2 separate regions of the Mus musculus genome follow, and region 2 is linked to region 1. The links are chromatin contacts, called in public promoter capture Hi-C maps. All regions are on one chromosome and are shown on one strand. Each heading gives the region's core, a stretch centred on a gene start, on an enhancer-like site or on the middle of the called end of the contact. The rest is flanking DNA. Distances are from core to core; before and after follow the strand shown. Region 1 holds the start of Clasrp (CLK4-associating serine/arginine rich protein). Region 2 holds the start of Zfp428 (zinc finger protein 428).

Region 1 (4,680 bases), core at 968-3,467:
CCAGAGCCCCTATCACTGGACTCTTTTGCAGCGCCGGGCCCCGGGGATGTTGGTACTGCTAGCCTTGTGGGCAGCAACATGTTTCCCAACCAGTACCGAGAGGCAGCTTTCGGGGGTGGCCTCCTATCTCCAGGGCCTGAAGCCACGTAGCCTCTGAGGTAACAGAGGAGGCACTGGGTGAGGTATGTGGTATAGCACTCCATTCCGAAGCCAACCTTGATCAGTCTTCCAGCTTCCTCATCCTGAATCGGACATCTGCAGCGCTGGTGGGAAGATGGGGAGCACTCCGGTTCTCTTTGAGCCCATTTTACAGAATGCTGAGTCCGAAGAGGAAAAGGGGCTCCTGCAGATGGACCCCTTCTCAGGACAGATTCTCAGAGATTGTACATAGGGGAGGAGGGAGCAGGTCCCCAGCCTTCTCCCCTAATCCTGAAGAAGGCAGTGGATTGTTCAGTTTTCCCAATAAAAATTAGTTTTTTGAGCCTTTGGGGGTCTTCTTTCTTCTTTACCTAGGAAACTCTAGGTTTGTTTGGAACAAAACATTTGTAGTTGAGAGGTTGGCCTGATGGCTCAGTGGTTAAGAGTTATTGCTGCTCTTCCAGAGGACCTGGGTTCAATAGCAGCATCTACATAGGAGCTCACGATGTGTGATGGCTATTCTTGGTTGTCAACCTGGCTACATCTGGAACTAAAACCCAAAAATGGGGGGGGGGGCATGCATGTGAGAGATTTTTGCTTAAATTGAAGTAGGAAGATCCACTTACTTTTTAAAAAAGATTTTATTTATTTTATGTATGTGAGTACACTGTCGCTGTCTTCAGACATACCAGAAAAAGGCATTGGATTCCATTACAGATGGTTGTGAGCCACCATGTGGTTGCTGGGAATTGAACTCAGGACCTCCAGAAGAAGAGTCAGTGCTCTTAACCGCCGAGCCATTTCTCCAGCCCCTGGAAGCTCAATTTCTAATCTGGATCTTGAGATGGGAAGACACACTTTTAATCCAGCTCTAATCTGGGCCACGATTTCTGCTGGATTGTATATAGGGATGTGGAAGAAGGAAGCTTTAGGTATTTGCCTGCTTGCCATCGTCTTGCTAGCAAGTCCATTCCTTCACTGGCGTTAGAGCCTTCTCTGTGGTTCTAGTGTATACTGAAGACCAGCTGAGGCATCCAGCCTTGTAGCCCGAGCATCTACTGATCTACTGAGTTCTTGGCCTTTCTGTTCCTAGCCTGCTATTGTTGAATTAACTGAACACAACCTACAGATAATTTTTATTAATCCCACATATATGTCTGTGTGTATACATATATATTTATATATACATATACACGTACATATATGTATACATATATATGTACATATAGGATTAAATAAAATTATATAATATATATGTGTGTGTATACATCTCAGAGAAACATACACCTTCAGGCATACACATAATATTTTTTTTCCGAGACAGGGTTTCTCTGTGTAGCCCTGGCTGTCCTGGAACTCACTTTGTAGACCAGGCTGGCCTCGAACTCAGAAATCTACCTGCCTCTGCCTCCCAAGTGCTGGGATTAAAAGGCGTGTGCCACCACTGTCCGGCAATATAAATCTTTTAAAAAGACTTTTCTATTTTTGTATTTTATGCATATGGGTGTTTTCTCGGCATGTATGCACATCAGAATAGGGCACTGGATCCCATAGGACTACAGTTAAGAGACTGGTTGTTGGGCTGGTGAGATGGCTCAGTGGGTAAGAGCACCCGACTGCTCTTCCGAAGGTCCAGAGTTCAAATCCCAGCAACCACATGGTGGCTCACAACCATCTGTAATGAGATCTGACTCCCTCTTCTGGAATGTCTGAAGACAGCTACAGTGTACTTACATATAATAAATAAATAAATCTTTAAAAAAAAAAAAAAAAAAAAAGAGACTGGTTGTGAGCCCTATGTGAGTGCGGGCAATTAAACTCAGGACCTTGGCGAGAGCTTCCAGTTCTCAATCGATTGTCACCACTCCAGCCCCTAAAAGAAATAAATCTTTAAAAACAACAACAAAACGTGTCTGGAATTCTGGGTTCCTCTACTTAAGCTCTCACTTTTAGGACAGGTCCCAGATGGTGCCACCCTGCAGGCCCCGCCCATAATCGCGAGAGCCACGCCCACATCCCAGAGCCCTTCCTCTCGACCGCGGAAGTGCCTTTTGTGCAGCGCCGCCTCTCTCCTTCGCTCAACCTCTCACTTCCGCTTCCGGTGTGGGTCGTGAGCGCGCGCGAGCGCAGCAGTGGGAGGCGGCGACTGGCCGGTGAGTGCAGGCATCCGACCCCGACCTCCCGGCTTCCGAGCGGTGGCAGTCGACCTCATCCTTGTCCGAGGCGCTCCGGAGATCACCGTGGGTGTCCGCCGGGCCCCGACGGCGGCCCCGCCTGCTTCCGCCCTGACAGGCCTCAGGCTGCGCCCCTCGCCCCTCCTCAGGCCCGAATCCGGGCTTTGGGGTTCGGCACGGACCCTGGTCCCCAGACGCAGCTCCGTCCCTGTCTTTCACCCATCGCTCCGGCCCAGGGCCGCACTCTCTCTTTTTAGCCTGCCTGGCCGGCTTCACGTCCCTCCTTTAGAGCTCAGCCGCCTGACCATCTTCATCCTCTGTCCACGCCCTTCACCTGGCCTCACCCCCCTCCCCAAGCGTGTCTGGGCTGTGCTGTTGCCTCTCTCCACTAACCTACCTTACAACACTGCTGCACCCCCCTCCCGTACCATGCATGGTTCCTGCAGAGGGATCTTAGGGGTTCTTGTGAGCCCAGCCCTGGCAGCTACGGATCGGTTTCAGACATTCCTTTTATTTCAAAAATTCCATTTTTATTTTTCCAGACAGCATCTCACTATGTAGCCTTGGCTAGCCTGGAACTTAGTACATAAACCAGGCTGGCTCCATACTCAGACATCTGCCTGTCCTGCCTTCCCACTGCTGAGATTCAAGGCATGCACCATCACTCCCAGCCATTTTTTTTTTAATTAAAGTAGGATCTCCATATTTAGGTTACACTGGACAGTGTAACCAAGGCTGGCCTTGAACTCAAGACAGTTCTGCATCAGCCTTCCAAAGGCTATCTACTCTATAGTCTTTCATATGGACTTTAGCGAGCAGAATCTAGGAGGATTTTTTTTCCCAGGAGAAGATCTTACCTAGGTCACAGAGAGCTTTCTCATAGTTCTGGAGCTACTGCCACAGGACTGTTAGGAGTCCTTTTGTGCACTCAGCGTCCTGGTCTGCAGCAGGGTCTCTCTCTCCCCTGAAGCCATGGGACTTGGAATTTAGTCCATCAGGATCAACCCCAACATGTCAGAGGACTGTAACTCTACCCACGTGGTCTTTATAGTCCCTTTGACATGTCTGGTGCCCTCCTCCCTCAGGCAGAAGCCTCAGCACCATGTGGCACGAGGCTCGGAAGCATGAGCGGAAACTTCGAGGCATGATGGTGGACTACAAGAAGAGGGCGGAGCGGCGTCGGGAGTACTATGAGAAGATTGTGAGTGAGCAGACTTGAGTGTGGGGCGGGCGGGCTCCAGAGGGAAGGGCCCTGGGCTTGGAGGTGTGTCAAGGCAAGAGCTCTTTTTCCTCACAATCCTAGTCGTCTTCCCCCACACCCCCTTCCACTGTGGCCATTTTTCTATGGTGTTGGAGATAGAAGTCTGGGCCGTGCAGTGCACCACCTGAGCTGCCCTTACCCCGTCTCTTGTTAGGTAGATGGTCTTTTTAGGTAACCTAGGCAGGCCTCAGACTCATACTCTTCCTGCCTGTGTTTACAGGTGTGTGTTGTTACCATGCTCAGCCATAGTCATTTCTTCAGCATAGTGGTTGGTGTAAACGTGAGGGCTTCTGTTTGCCTCAGTCTGCTGTGTCTGGTGCAGTCCCGGTGCACTGGTGTCAAAGACAAAAGACTCTCTAGCTCTCTGAACATTTCAGGAGTCAGGCCTCTGGAACATTCTCTGCTCCTCCATCAATGTGTTCCCAGTGCCCAGAACAACTCAGCCATTCTTGCAGCTTGACTTGGCATCTAGCAGTAGCGCCATCAAGACTCATCAGTGGTATCTGACCTGTCCCCTCTCTTGTTTGATAACGTCCATTGCTTTAGGAGAAAAGCAAAGGAAAAGATAAACCAAACTCCATGCTTTGACCAAAAAGTCCTTGAGGCCCCTGGATGGCTTTCTTGGACATCTTTGCTGGTCTTTTCCATATCTGCCATCACAGATACAGCTTGGTTTTGGGACTGTCCCCAGCATGAAATGACAATTGCTTACCTGGCTCAGTTCTTTTAGATGACATTCCTGTAGACATCCTATTAACTACAGTGTTGCTACCCAGTCTCTCTGTTCCCTTTGCCTTCATCTTGTCTCTAGAAACCCATTCAGCAGACTCGAGAGGTCTCTGTGAATGTAAACCTGGCCCCGTTTCTCTCTTGCTCAGAATCCCGTGGCTGTGGGAGAAGGCCAGTTTCTTTACTATAGTTTTCAGGGCCATAGATAGTTTGGATATTCCCTATGAGGTGCTGAGAATGAAAGCCAGGAAAGGGCTAGTGTCAGGCAGATGCTCTACCCCTGAGTCAAGTCCCCAGATCTGAGCTGGGCAGTGGTGATGTGGGCCTTTAATCCCAGCACTCAGGAGGCAGAGGCAGGTGGATTTCTGATTTCGAGGC
Region 2 (4,738 bases), core at 863-3,362, 4.9 Mb before region 1:
GAAGGAAGGAAGGAAGGAAGGAAGGAAGGAAGAGATCTCATAGACTCTACTCCTTTGCTCAACTCTCCAGGCTTCTGGTGGGGTTGGGGGCAGGGCCACATAAAGGCCTTTTATAGCCAGAGAAGGGCAGTCCTAGTTCATTCTCCTCCATTTCCCATCTGGAATTTTCTCCTTCCTCTTTGTGGATCCAGAGTGTTTATTTTCACCCTTGCAAAGCTCACCTATAACCATCCACATTGCTCCTTGGCTCCCATAATTCCTGTTTCTCTCAATGCACACGTTTCTTCCTCCTACTGCATTGTGACAGGACCTTGCAAGACCAGGCAGTGTAGGACTAAAAACAATACGGTTTCCACTCTCCTTTAGACTCTTACTATACAGTCCAGGCTGGCCTTGAACTTGCAATCCTCCAACTTCAGCTTCCCAGGTTCTGGGGACAATAGATATGGACACTAATAATATGGCAAAGCCTGAATTTAGGGCCTGGGGGCACAAACAATGGTAGAAAGCACACTGTTCAAAGCCCAAATGTCAAATTTGCTGTTGGAGGAATGCGGCTGGAGCAAGAGGAGGAGGTGGCATCATTGGATAGGGAATTTACTAAAGACACCTAGATACTGGATCAGGCCTTTGAAGGACCGAGAAATAGTGACTGGCAAGGAAGAGCTCTCATGATTAATCATCAGATGTTGGGCCCCTCTAATTCTGTAGTAATACATTATTTTTGGAAAAACTCGCACCATTCAGCAAAGAAAAACTGAGGACAACTGGTTGTTTCTATTTTAAATATTTAATATATGTGTTCCATGCAACAATACCTAGGATTAGCCATTCCATAAACCCACTCCCCCTTCTTTTTTTGAGATCTGATGCCCTCCCCAAAAGGAAAAAAAAAAAAAAAAAAAAAACAGGTCTAGAATAGCGAATCCTCCTGCCCCAGCAGGAATTATAGGCGCGTGACACCACACTGGGCTTTAACTATTATTCTACTTGACCATCACAGCAAGGATTGTTAGGACTTTTCTTGGGGGTTTACTTGGGGACAGCCATCCCTCTCCAAACCCACATTATATAAAGCTTCTTCCAGAACGTTCCGGATATCAAGTGGAAGCATTAGGACAGGTGGAAGCCAGCTGGGCGTGGTGATGCACCTCTGCGAACTCAGCACTTGGTAAATTATAAATTCTAGGTTGTACTCCGCGATATTGTGGGTCCAAAACCCAGCTACATGAAACCGTATGCCTCAGTTCCCTCAAAAGCAGAGTGGCCAGGACCCCACCCACACATACGCCTCACAGTGCGTGAGTGAACACAATAGATACCTTTCCGCACAACGCTAGGTAGGACTGGGACTCGGACAAACCCCGGTACCAAACAATAAAGATCAGCTCCCACAATGCCCCGTGACAGCGTCCCACGATGCCTCGGGCCTTTAACGACCACCAGGCACCCAAACGCTCCTTGCCCCGGGGCTTCTCACAGAAGGCGTGTGCGACGAAAAAAAAAAAAAAAAAAAAAAAAAAAGTCCCCTCCAGGAGCCCAGGCCCTTCCCAGAATGCCCCAGGCCCAGAACGCCTGGCCCACGGGCTCCCACAATGCCTCGAGGCGAAGCTGTGCTGGGTCCCGAGCCGCGTGCTGGGGAAAGCAAGGGACTCCCGGGCCGGTCACTCGGCCAAGCGGCCGCGGGCTCCCGTCATGCAGCGGGGCTGTATCGCCCGCTTCCCAGCATGCCCCGCGGCCCCCCCCAAGCTCGGACACTCACCGACGCCGGCGGCCCCGGATCAGGCTCGGCGGTGGCGGCTGCACGCCCGGGCACTGCGCCTGCGTTTCGGGAGGCTAGGCGAGCGGGCGAGCGAACGGGCGAACGAGCGAGGGGCGAGCGAGGGGCGCGTGCGCGGTCAGATGGACCATTCCCGGAGGTCGATGGGAAGAGGGGCTCAGAGGATGGCGAAGGCTGTAGAGCTCACGCCGGCGGGGGTGGCGGGCTCTGCCGCTCACGGCCCCGCTAGACTTGGTACAGTCTGCGGCCCGAAGGGTGAAGAAGCTTTAAGAATCGCGCGTGCGTGCGTGCGCGGTAGAGCGAACGCGCCTTATAAATAGTGGATGCCTTGGAATGAGGGGGGAGAGTGGGGGCCTAAATACTCGGCCCGGATCCCCCGGGCTGGAGGCTCGCTCATTTGCATAATCCTAGCGCGGGACAAAGGAAGGCCTCCCGCACTGGAGGATGTGATTTGCATATTCCCGGGAGAGGCTGTTCTTCAGAGCGCAGTGATTAGCATATGGATGGGGAGGGGGGGGGCACCTGGAAAAATAAAGCGCATGCGTGTAGGGGACTGCAGACTTAATCGTGGTGGGCTGGCAACCTTGTCCCGAAACTACCGAAGGTCTGGGACCCCGTTCACGTCCCTGTCACCTAGGATAAATTCCTGGACAGCACGTGGTTTCTGCGTTGCGAGAGATCTGAACCCCCAGTCTAAGGAAAACGAACCACATTTGATTAGACAAATACTTAGAACTGTCAAGACCTGGAAGAGAGAGAGGTAGACGGCAGGAGGCCGTGGATGCCAGAAACGCCTGCCCCAGCTCGAGGTTCTGCAAGGGCTTCCAAGGGCTGATTTTTAAGCCAGGTCTGAACTGGAGCCAAGTAGAATGCCAAAAAGCAGAGGGAATAGCTGATGCAAATTTCCAGAGGCAAAGTAGTGCTTGCATTCTTAGAGGGAGTCAAGGCAGCTTTTCCGTGGAGCACAATTAGAAAGTCTGCTATAGGTGTTTGCTTTTTTATTTCTTTTTTTGTTTTTCTTTCTTTTCTTTCTTTTTTTTTTCTTTTTTGAGGCAGAGTCTCATGTAGCTCAGGCTAGCCTCCAACACCTGGGTCGAAGAAAATGACCTTGAACGCTACCTCTTGAATGTTGAGATTACAGGCATATGGCAGCCAGCCCAGCTCCTGTGGGTAATTTTAAAGGGCCATAACTTCATGCTGACTATTTGTAGCCATCCCTACAGCCCTCTCCTTCCCGAATGCTTTTATCACTAGCAATTTAAAACTCTAGAGTCCCATTACACCACAGAAAAGGAATAGTTGTGTTTTGCTTTGTTTCTGAGAGTCTCCTTGTGTATTCTGGAACTCACTCTAGCTCCGGGTGGTTTTCGTCAACTCCCTGCAGTTCTCCTGCCTCAGCTTCCCAAAGGCTGGGGTGGCAGGTATGCACCTCCCACACCTGGTCTCCCAGTCAAACTTGTGTCCCTGACGCCTCTTCTGGACCCACCCACCGTTTTATCTGGTCCATATCCCCAGCACTTCAAACACAGTAATCCCTTTGCTGTCTCAGGCTTTGATCTTGCCTTTCGATTCATCGGGAAAACCCTTTGTCCCTGCTGCTCCGAGCTCACTCTCTCCTGGTATTGATGCCAATCCGAAGGGCCTTCCTTGATGATACAGCTCCTGCAGATTGAGTGATTTAGGGAAATTGACACAGCACTGGTCTCAATAAATGCAGCGCTCTGGGTGGAAATGGGGTGGAGGGTGCCTGGGGCTTTGGAGTTCTTTAAGTCTCCTCACTCTGCATGAAAATTTCCATAACAAAATAAAACAGTACCCACCCAACCCCCCACCGCCGCACGCGTGTGCGTGCGTGAGTGTGTATGTGTGTGTGTGTTTATTTTATTCAGGCAGGGTCTCACTACTTAACCCTGGCCTGGAGTTTACTATGTAGACCAGGCTGGCTGCAGATATCCACTTGCCTCTTGTGCTGGGAATTAAAAGTGTAAGCCACCACCACAGGAGACTGATTGACCCACCTTCCTTTCTTTCTGAAACAGGAGCCTAATGTGTAGCCCAGGCTGTCCTCAAACTCACTCTCCTGCCTCAGCTCCTTGAAGGCTGGAATTTTAAGATTTTAAGCATATAAATATTAAGAGCCCTCTTTACAATTTAAAGCAAGCTTTAAGCTTTTCTGCTTGGGGGGTAGGGGCACACAGTCTTGCAGTCTTGCTAAGTAGCTAGGAGTGGCCTGGAACTTGCTCTGTAGAGCAGGCTGCCCTGAGCTTCTGCTCGCTGAGTGCTGGGCTTCCAGGTGTATCCCACCACGTCCGGCTCTGAAACTGTTCCCATTGCTGCCTAGATGCGTCTGTTTCCTTCATCAAAGTTTCACAAAGGTCAGAGTACAGTGACCTTTTCACCTTGAGCCCTTAAAGCCTAGAACAGGATCAAATTTCAGATTCCTGTTAAACTGAAAAAAACAAAACAAAACAAAACAAAAAAAAAAGCCTCTTTTGTGTTTGTGTGTGTGTGTGTGTGTGTTTTATTCACAAATTGCTGGCTGTGGTTGGATCAGCCTGTAACCCCAGCTTTTTAGAAGCTGAGGCAGAAGGGTTACCGGAGTTCAAGACCTGCCTGTATTATAGTATAAGATGCTGTCTCAAAACGAAGAAACAAACAAACAAAATCCTCACCACGCCTCTCACCGCCCCCCTCCCCAAAAAATCCCCCAAGTCTGGGATTTTGAGGAAGAGTGGCTGGTGGTTGGCCTCTCGGAGGTCTGGCTCCTTCATCTTCCTGTGTATCAGCATCCACGGTGCTCCACCCCAGCGCCTGCATCCCCCCCCCCCTTCCTAGCGGTACAGCGGCGGACAGAGGGACAGACACACAGCCACCCCATACTTGTTCTCTCCTCAGTTTAATGGTGGTTAGTGGGATTGCCAAACCCCCTCCCTATCCCCTCCCCGCCCCGTACAAAAA

Evidence for each region. Promoter capture Hi-C pulls out the DNA fragments that hold promoters and counts their contacts.
Region 2: a promoter capture Hi-C map of frontonasal cranial neural crest shows a contact between it and region 1. The contact joins the promoter of Zfp428 here to the promoter of Clasrp in region 1. A contact is called at or near these places in 3 of 39 promoter capture datasets (the C10 cell line, cranial neural crest and frontonasal cranial neural crest).

What each region holds. Positions count from the first base shown.
Region 1 is chr7:19,602,023-19,606,702 of GRCm38.p6, reverse strand. It overlaps Clasrp (CLK4-associating serine/arginine rich protein), which reads left to right and starts at 2,217. Exons shown (of 21, transcript NM_016680.5): 1 at 2,217-2,291; 2 at 3,398-3,513. The coding sequence starts at 3,415. Relb (avian reticuloendotheliosis viral (v-rel) oncogene related B) reads left to right here. Exons shown (of 12, transcript NM_009046.2): 12 at 1-481. The coding sequence ends at 150.
Region 2 is chr7:24,504,461-24,509,198 of GRCm38.p6, reverse strand. It overlaps Zfp428 (zinc finger protein 428), which reads right to left and starts at 2,112. Exons shown (of 3, transcript NM_146183.2): 1 at 1,763-2,112. It overlaps Cadm4 (cell adhesion molecule 4), which reads right to left. Exons shown (of 9, transcript NM_153112.3): 9 at 4,666-4,738.